Regions from separate parts of the Mus musculus genome. Here region 2 is linked to region 1. Evidence: chromatin contacts called from public promoter capture Hi-C data. All regions are on one chromosome and are shown on one strand. Each heading gives the region's core, a stretch centred on a gene start, on an enhancer-like site or on the middle of the called end of the contact. The rest is flanking DNA. Distances are from core to core; before and after follow the strand shown.

The links. Promoter capture Hi-C pulls out the DNA fragments that hold promoters and counts their contacts.
Region 2: a promoter capture Hi-C map of the HPC-7 cell line shows a contact between it and region 1. The contact joins the promoter of Xkr7 here to the enhancer-like site in region 1. A contact is called at or near these places in 12 of 39 promoter capture datasets (the 3T3-L1 cell line, the C10 cell line, the HPC-7 cell line and 9 more), 3 of 15 datasets of contacts at CTCF or cohesin (the NIH/3T3 cell line, large pre-B cells and pro-B cells), 24 of 484 Hi-C or Micro-C datasets (3T3-L1-derived adipocytes, the C10 cell line, the G1E-ER4 cell line and 15 more), 8 of 115 datasets of contacts at active chromatin or transcription factors (the HPC-7 cell line, VIP interneurons, embryonic forebrain and 3 more) and 4 of 9 other capture datasets (adipose tissue, embryonic stem cells, liver and 1 more).

Annotation. Positions count from the first base shown.
Region 1 is chr2:153,145,945-153,149,083 of GRCm38.p6, reverse strand. It overlaps Hck (hemopoietic cell kinase), which reads right to left. Exons shown (of 13, transcript NM_010407.4): 12 at 6-137. Among named protein-coding and RNA genes, the nearest start is that of Tm9sf4, 14 kb to the left of the region's middle. Within about 2 kb of position 1,658, at least 36 of the 459 cell types and tissues checked have an H3K27ac peak or open chromatin away from gene starts, as enhancers often do. A contact at or near this core is called in the HPC-7 cell line, bone marrow-derived macrophages and granulocyte-monocyte progenitors, where this site is marked.
Region 2 is chr2:153,030,206-153,033,344 of GRCm38.p6, reverse strand. It overlaps Xkr7 (X-linked Kx blood group related 7), which reads right to left and starts at 1,493. Exons shown (of 3, transcript NM_001011732.1): 1 at 747-1,493. The coding sequence starts at 1,330.

The DNA.
Region 1 (3,139 bases), core at 409-2,908:
CCTACCTGGGTAAGGGATCCGGCCATAGGTGACAATTTCCATCAGCAGGATACCAAAGGACCAGACATCTGACTTGATGGTGAAGGAACCAAAGTTGATGGCTTCAGGAGCTGTCCACTTGATGGGGAACTTGGCTCCTGCAGGGTTGAGCAGAGCAGAGTCACGGTGAGACTGAGGAGCAATGAGGGCTGGGGCTCTGCTAGGGTGAGGGGAATCATGCCCTCTACAAATAGCGATTTCCTTGCAATGTGTTACCCATGTTACCAAGGGACATTTGTCTTGAGGACAGACACTGGATCAAAGAGGAGTGGATATAATGTGGGAGCTCACTCTGGGGGCTACATCCTTGATTCAGTTGCTGCCTGTTAAATGTTAACGCTGATAAGTGGAGACCCAGAGGTCTTTGGGGATAAGTGATCTCCGGGGGGCTTGAGTCTAGGTCACAGCTGATACCTCACCCCATCCACTCCCCAGCTATGGCGTGCAGGAGAGGACTTCAGCTGTCGTCTGAGGTTTGCCCTAGTCAGAGTGTCCCTTCCTTCCTATTCTTCCCTTCCTCCCTCTAGAATGGATTTGATGAGCAGTCTGTGGGTGTTTGTCTTAATTAAAGTATAATTGGTGAACATGGTCTATAGGATATATAACTGCCCCTTGATTCAGGATTACGATACACTCACTGTAAGGCAAAATGCAGAAGTCAAAAATGCCTCGAACACTTAGTTACTGAACACTGTAGTTCAGCAACTGCATATCATGGCTTCTTTTTTTGTTTCTTCTGGTGATCTCTTGGCTAAATCAGAGCTGTAGCTCACTGCCCTGGCTCAGCATCATGAGGGAGGACAGTATATTAATAGACATGGAAAGAGATCAAAATCCAAAGGGAGAGCATATTCATGCATTCATTCACTCAGTCACTCACTCAGTCACTCAGTCACTCACTCACTCACTCATTTTTATGAGACAGGCTCTCAATTCACTACATAGCCTAGATAGGATGGCCTTGATTTCCTGGTCTTTCTGCCCACTTCCCTAGTGTCTAGACTGGAGGCATGTACCACCATGCCCACCTTTGTATCATTTCTTCTCAATGCAACTATGTCTGTACCATCAGAACACTGGAGATAAATGACCAGGCTCTCAATCACTCTCTGCTGCCACCTCCTGTCCATGCCTTATCACGGCAGGCAGAAAACAGGCTGAGTGCTGAGGGGCAGGAACAGCAGTTGCCAAACTGCAGGGCTGTAGGGCGGAAGGAGCTAGAAGGCTGCAAGCAGTTCCATTTCAAAGACTTCAGTGGGACATTTGGTTTCATGGCTAGAGAGGCTAGACCACCGTCTCCAGTGGCTTAATGTCCATAAGGCACATATCCCCCTAAACAGCCATAAGCCTGGGAGCCTTTCAGAGCTGGACATAAACCTGACTGGCTTCATCACAAAAGTAGCAGCACCAGAGGAAGGCCAGTCCTAGGGATGCCTGAGGACACTTAGCCCTGGACTCTTGCTCCACTCCAAACTGCCATGTTGACTCTGTTGTTGCCTCCACTTAGGGTTGGATCCTAAGTGGAAAGATGCCAGTGTCACTGCTGACACTAGCAATGGAGGCTTTCCCCCTGTGCTACTCTCTTAATGTGAGGCCCCTGTCACATGATGCTAATTTGAATTCATGCTCCCTGTCTTTTCAACTTCCTGGCAGTGGTGATGACACATCAGCTCGGCCGGGTCTGTTTTGTTCCCTAATTCACTTTTCTTGTTACTGTGGTAGAAGATGGTTAAAGTCCCAGCGCAGGCCTGAGCACCTAAAGCTAGCCCCTTTGTATGATGAAAATGCTAGTGCTTTTAGGTGTCCCATAAAGCTATTTTTAAAACCATATACCAAGCAACCGCTAAGTTAAGAGACCATCTGCATGTTCTTTGGAATTCGGCGACGCTTGTATTATGGCCGAGTAAGTGATTAAGTATTGACAAGTCTCAACCCTAAAGGAAATATCCACATCTCTCTCACACACACACACACCCTTCCCAGGCTCAGAGATCATCCAGAAAGAGGCAGTAGAGAGATTGTAAAGCCATAGACAGTGGAGGAATGCTGTAAAAGAGGATTTTCTGGATGACAGGACCATAACACACCAGACCTCGAAGAAGCTATGTCTGCCTGCACAAAACCAGCACAAGATCAACTGGACAAAATCCCAGCAGAGATGAGAAGTTGGCCTCTGAAGTCCCACCCCTAGCTGAGCAGTTGTGGCTGCTAGGGGTGGGAGTGTCAGTTTTTGTCAGGGTTTGAGGACGCCTCCAGCAGGAGTCAGTGCTTTCCTTCCACTACATGGATCCTGGGGCTTGAACTCAGGACCTCAAGCTTGGCAGCAGGCACTTTCACTCAGCCAATTTGCCACTCCTTTTCTTTTAAAAAACTGGTCCTGAAATGACTTATTTTACATGTAGGGGCATTTTGCCTGCATATATGTATGTGTACCACATGCATGTCTGGTGCCCTCAGCATCCAAAAGAGGGTATTGGAACCATGGAACTAGGATTAGATGATTGGGAGCCGACATATGAGTGCCAGGACCCAGGTCCTCTGCAAGAGCAGCAAGTGCTCTTAACCACAGAGCCATCTCTCCAGACTCTCCTTTCCTTTTGAGAGACAGGGTCTCCATATCCCGGGTTGGCTCCATGGTATCCTCCTGCATGCTGCGATTCACAGCCCAACTCTAAGTCAGCCATTTTCTTTATGTCATACTTCTCTTTTATGTGGTACTAAGGCTCAAACCCAGATCTTGAGCATGCCTGGTAGGCACTCTGCCACCAAGCCACATCCTCAGCCACATCTAGAGAGTTCTCTCCATATCCCACTTATTCTTTACAGATTTAGATTATATATCCAACTTTTCATTTTATTTTTTTGTACCTAGTTTAAACATCAAATCATAACATATCCAATGGTGTGTGTGTGTGTGTGTGTGTGTGTGTGTGTGTGTGTGTGTGTGTGTGTTACTGGAGACTGAGTCTAGTACCATACACATGTCAGGCAAGTGTTCTGCCACAGAACCACAGCCCCTTTACTTTTTATTTTGAGACAGGGTCAGTAACTACCCTGGCAGACCTTGAACTTGTGATATGTCTCCAGAGTAGCCTACATT
Region 2 (3,139 bases), core at 244-2,743, 120 kb after region 1:
CAGCCCAAGGAACTAGAGTAATCCTGATTTGAGAGGAGCTGTGGTTTAGAATTCCCCCTCTCTCCAATTACCTCAGCCCAGCAGGCACCCTACTTGCTGGCAAAGGATGAAGCCTGCAAGTGAACAGTTTGAATGAAGCCTCAGCATCCGGTCTGAAGACTAAGGGTCAGCCAGTAGCCATCTAGTGTCAGAGTCAAGATTCCAAATCTCCTTGGTCCCTTTTGGGGGATGGGACGGCACTGTGGAGCTCCTTAGGAAGTAGGAGCTAACCAGTGCTGAATTGGGTTCACCCCAGGCCCTTTCTCTACAAAACCAGAAAGTTTGGGCGGGATAGTCATTTAGCTGCCTTTTCCAGGATGTTGGGGTGGGCTGCAATTCTAAACTGAGTGCCTGTGAGTGGTAGGGAGGACTTCTGAGTGGTTTCCTAAGTCGAGGCTTGGTACCTGGACATGGGGGAAGGGTCAGGACTGGAAGGATCGCTGTGGTCCTGTTCCAAGTGTCCCCTTGTTCTCTGCATACATCACTCAGAATCTCTGACCCCATCTTGCCCCATTAGCCAGATCAAAGCTATGGTTCCAACAGAGTTTTGCAGAGGTGAGGAGCTGACTGCAAAGAAATGAGAGCGGCAATGGAGTGGGTCGGGGTGAGGGTCAGGACAGGAGCAGGGCGGGCTAGAAAGGCCAGAGCAGATCTGGGGCGGCATCCCACTCCCAGACTCAAGCTTCCTTCACCTGCTCTTTTCCTACCTCCAGACCTGGCCGAGTTGCAGGAGGTGAACGAGGGTCTGCAGTAGCCAGACGCAGAGGCGGCAGCAGCGGCGGCGGTAGGTGCCGGCCGAGGATGGTGCGGGCCGGGGGACCAGCTCCGCGCTACCTTCTTTGGTCCGGAAGGCGACAGCACTGTCCTTGGTGCTGATGGCGGCTCCGACTATGTCGCTGTCCTTGGTGCTGACGGCGGGTCCCGGGGTCCCCGCGGGCTCCGAGTAGTCGTAGACGAACCAGCGGAAGCTGAGCAGCTGCACGACCAGTGAGGGCAGCAGCACGAAGAGCAGGGTGAGGCCGAAGTAGGTGCTCTGACCCTGCAGGTAGTAGGAGGCCGCCAGCCACAGGTCGGTGGCGCCGTCGGAGAAGAACACGAGCAGCGCGCACAGCACCCAGCAGCAGTCCCGCAGCTCGTAGCGTGGCCCCGGGCACCCCGCCTCCACCGGTCCCGGGCCCGCGATCCCCGCCGCAGCCTCCCCGCGCCCTCCCGCCCCGCCCCGATCTGCTCCCGCCGGCCCCTCGGGCCCCGGGCCGGCCACGGCCGCCGCTCCATCCGACTTCGCGGCCATGTTGGCGGAGCAGGAGGCGGGGAGCGACTTCCGGGCGGCGGAGCGGGTGGGGTGCGGAGTGGGGAGGACCCTGCGCGGGCGGCTCCCGCCTCCCGCTCTTCCTCCGCCGCTCCTCTTCCTCCTCCCCTCTACCTCAATTATTCATCCTTGCCGGCGCCGCCCCGCCCGGGCTCCGGCCTGGATGTGGGCCGCCCCCTGGGAAGGGAGGGGGCCGGGGTGGGGAGAGCATCCCAGGTCACCCTCGCATGGCTTCCTCGGAGGCGTGGGGCCCAACCACATGCTTTCTGCCTCTGGCCTCCCCCTTTGACTGCCCCCGCCCTATCCTCTCCTTTTCCATTGATCTCCTGTGGTACCTCCGGTGGTTTGGGTCTTGCAATGTCCCAGGAGGGTGGGAGGCCGAGGTCTGAGAATAAAAGGACAGGGGTGGGGGCAGCTGCTTGGGCACCTGCCATAACCCGTTAGCAGTCACTCCTTCCAACGCCACTTCCTAGTTCCCCCGTGTTCACTTATTGTTTCATCCCCTCCTTTGATCTTGAGAGATCTCTTTTCTCATTGTCTTTTTCAAGCTGAGAAACTGCGGTTCTCTGAGTTGCGGTCTCTCGGTCTCTCGATCACCTTTCTTTTAGGAACCGCGTTCATCTGGCCACTAGCCTGATTAGGCAAGGCAGAGGAAAGGGATGGGAGGGAACCCCTTGGGAAGGAAAGAGCAAGTGCAAACAGCTACTCCCATCACCACTGGAGGCCACATTTTCTAGGATGTCCGGAAGAGGGGGTGGGGGTGCAGAACGATAAAACTGGCGATTTCCGATGGATTGGACCCTGAAGGGCCAGAAGGTGACAACGGGGGCACCTGCTGCAGAATGTCAGCTGAGGAGTTAGGTGGCTAGGTCAGGATTTAGCAAGAAGACTTGGCAGCCAAAGTGGAGCAGGGATCACAAAGCAGCAGCCTGGAACTGGAGAGAACAGAGGAACATTATAAACACAGTCCATGAGAGGAGCTAGGGGTCTCTCATGTGCCTGAGTACTCCCACACAACTACACCTTGGCTTGGATGGGATATCCTAGGACACTGAACCATTTCTTTGTCATTATTCTAAGCAATGAGGAATCGCTAATCATTTTAGTCTCACAATTTATATGGTCTATATTGTTCTGCCCATTCTATAGATGAGAAAACATAGAGTCAAAAGATACATTTAGTGGCTTAAAATCACATAGTGTTAGAAACAAATTCAAACGTGGCTCTCGAATAGGCTTTGAAAACTCAAGGGAGTGAGGAAGAGTGAGGAGGGGAGGAAGTGAGGTGGAAGGACCACCCTGCCTCAGAGTGACAGGGAAGATAGAAGAGACAGCTGCCCTGGGCTGGGTGGAGCAGCCATCTGCTGTCCTGCAGCCTGGCTTCCCTTTCGTGTCCAGGGACCGTTTTGGTCTCAGTGATGCTTGGGAGGTTGGGGTACCAGCTGTTGCCTAAAGCTAAAAGCAGAGGGGAGGTGTTAAGGGCTAAGGGAGTTTTCCAAGGTGGATTGGAGGCCAGCAGCCCATGTTTAGGCTGTCAGGAGGCTAGAGGTTTCAGTCAGAAAGACTCATCACTCCTAAAGAAGCCAATCTAATATATATAGAACCTTAAGTGGGGTCAGAGAGTCGGCCTGGCTCCTGACACCCCATTGTTAGTCCTTAGAGGTCTGTATCGATGACTTCACAGGTGCTTGCTCGGATGGGACCCGCAAAGATAGGATCCCACCTCTGGGTCCTAACTAAATGGAAGCCTCCATATATCCCATAAACAGTTTGATAACTGCAGTAGCAGAA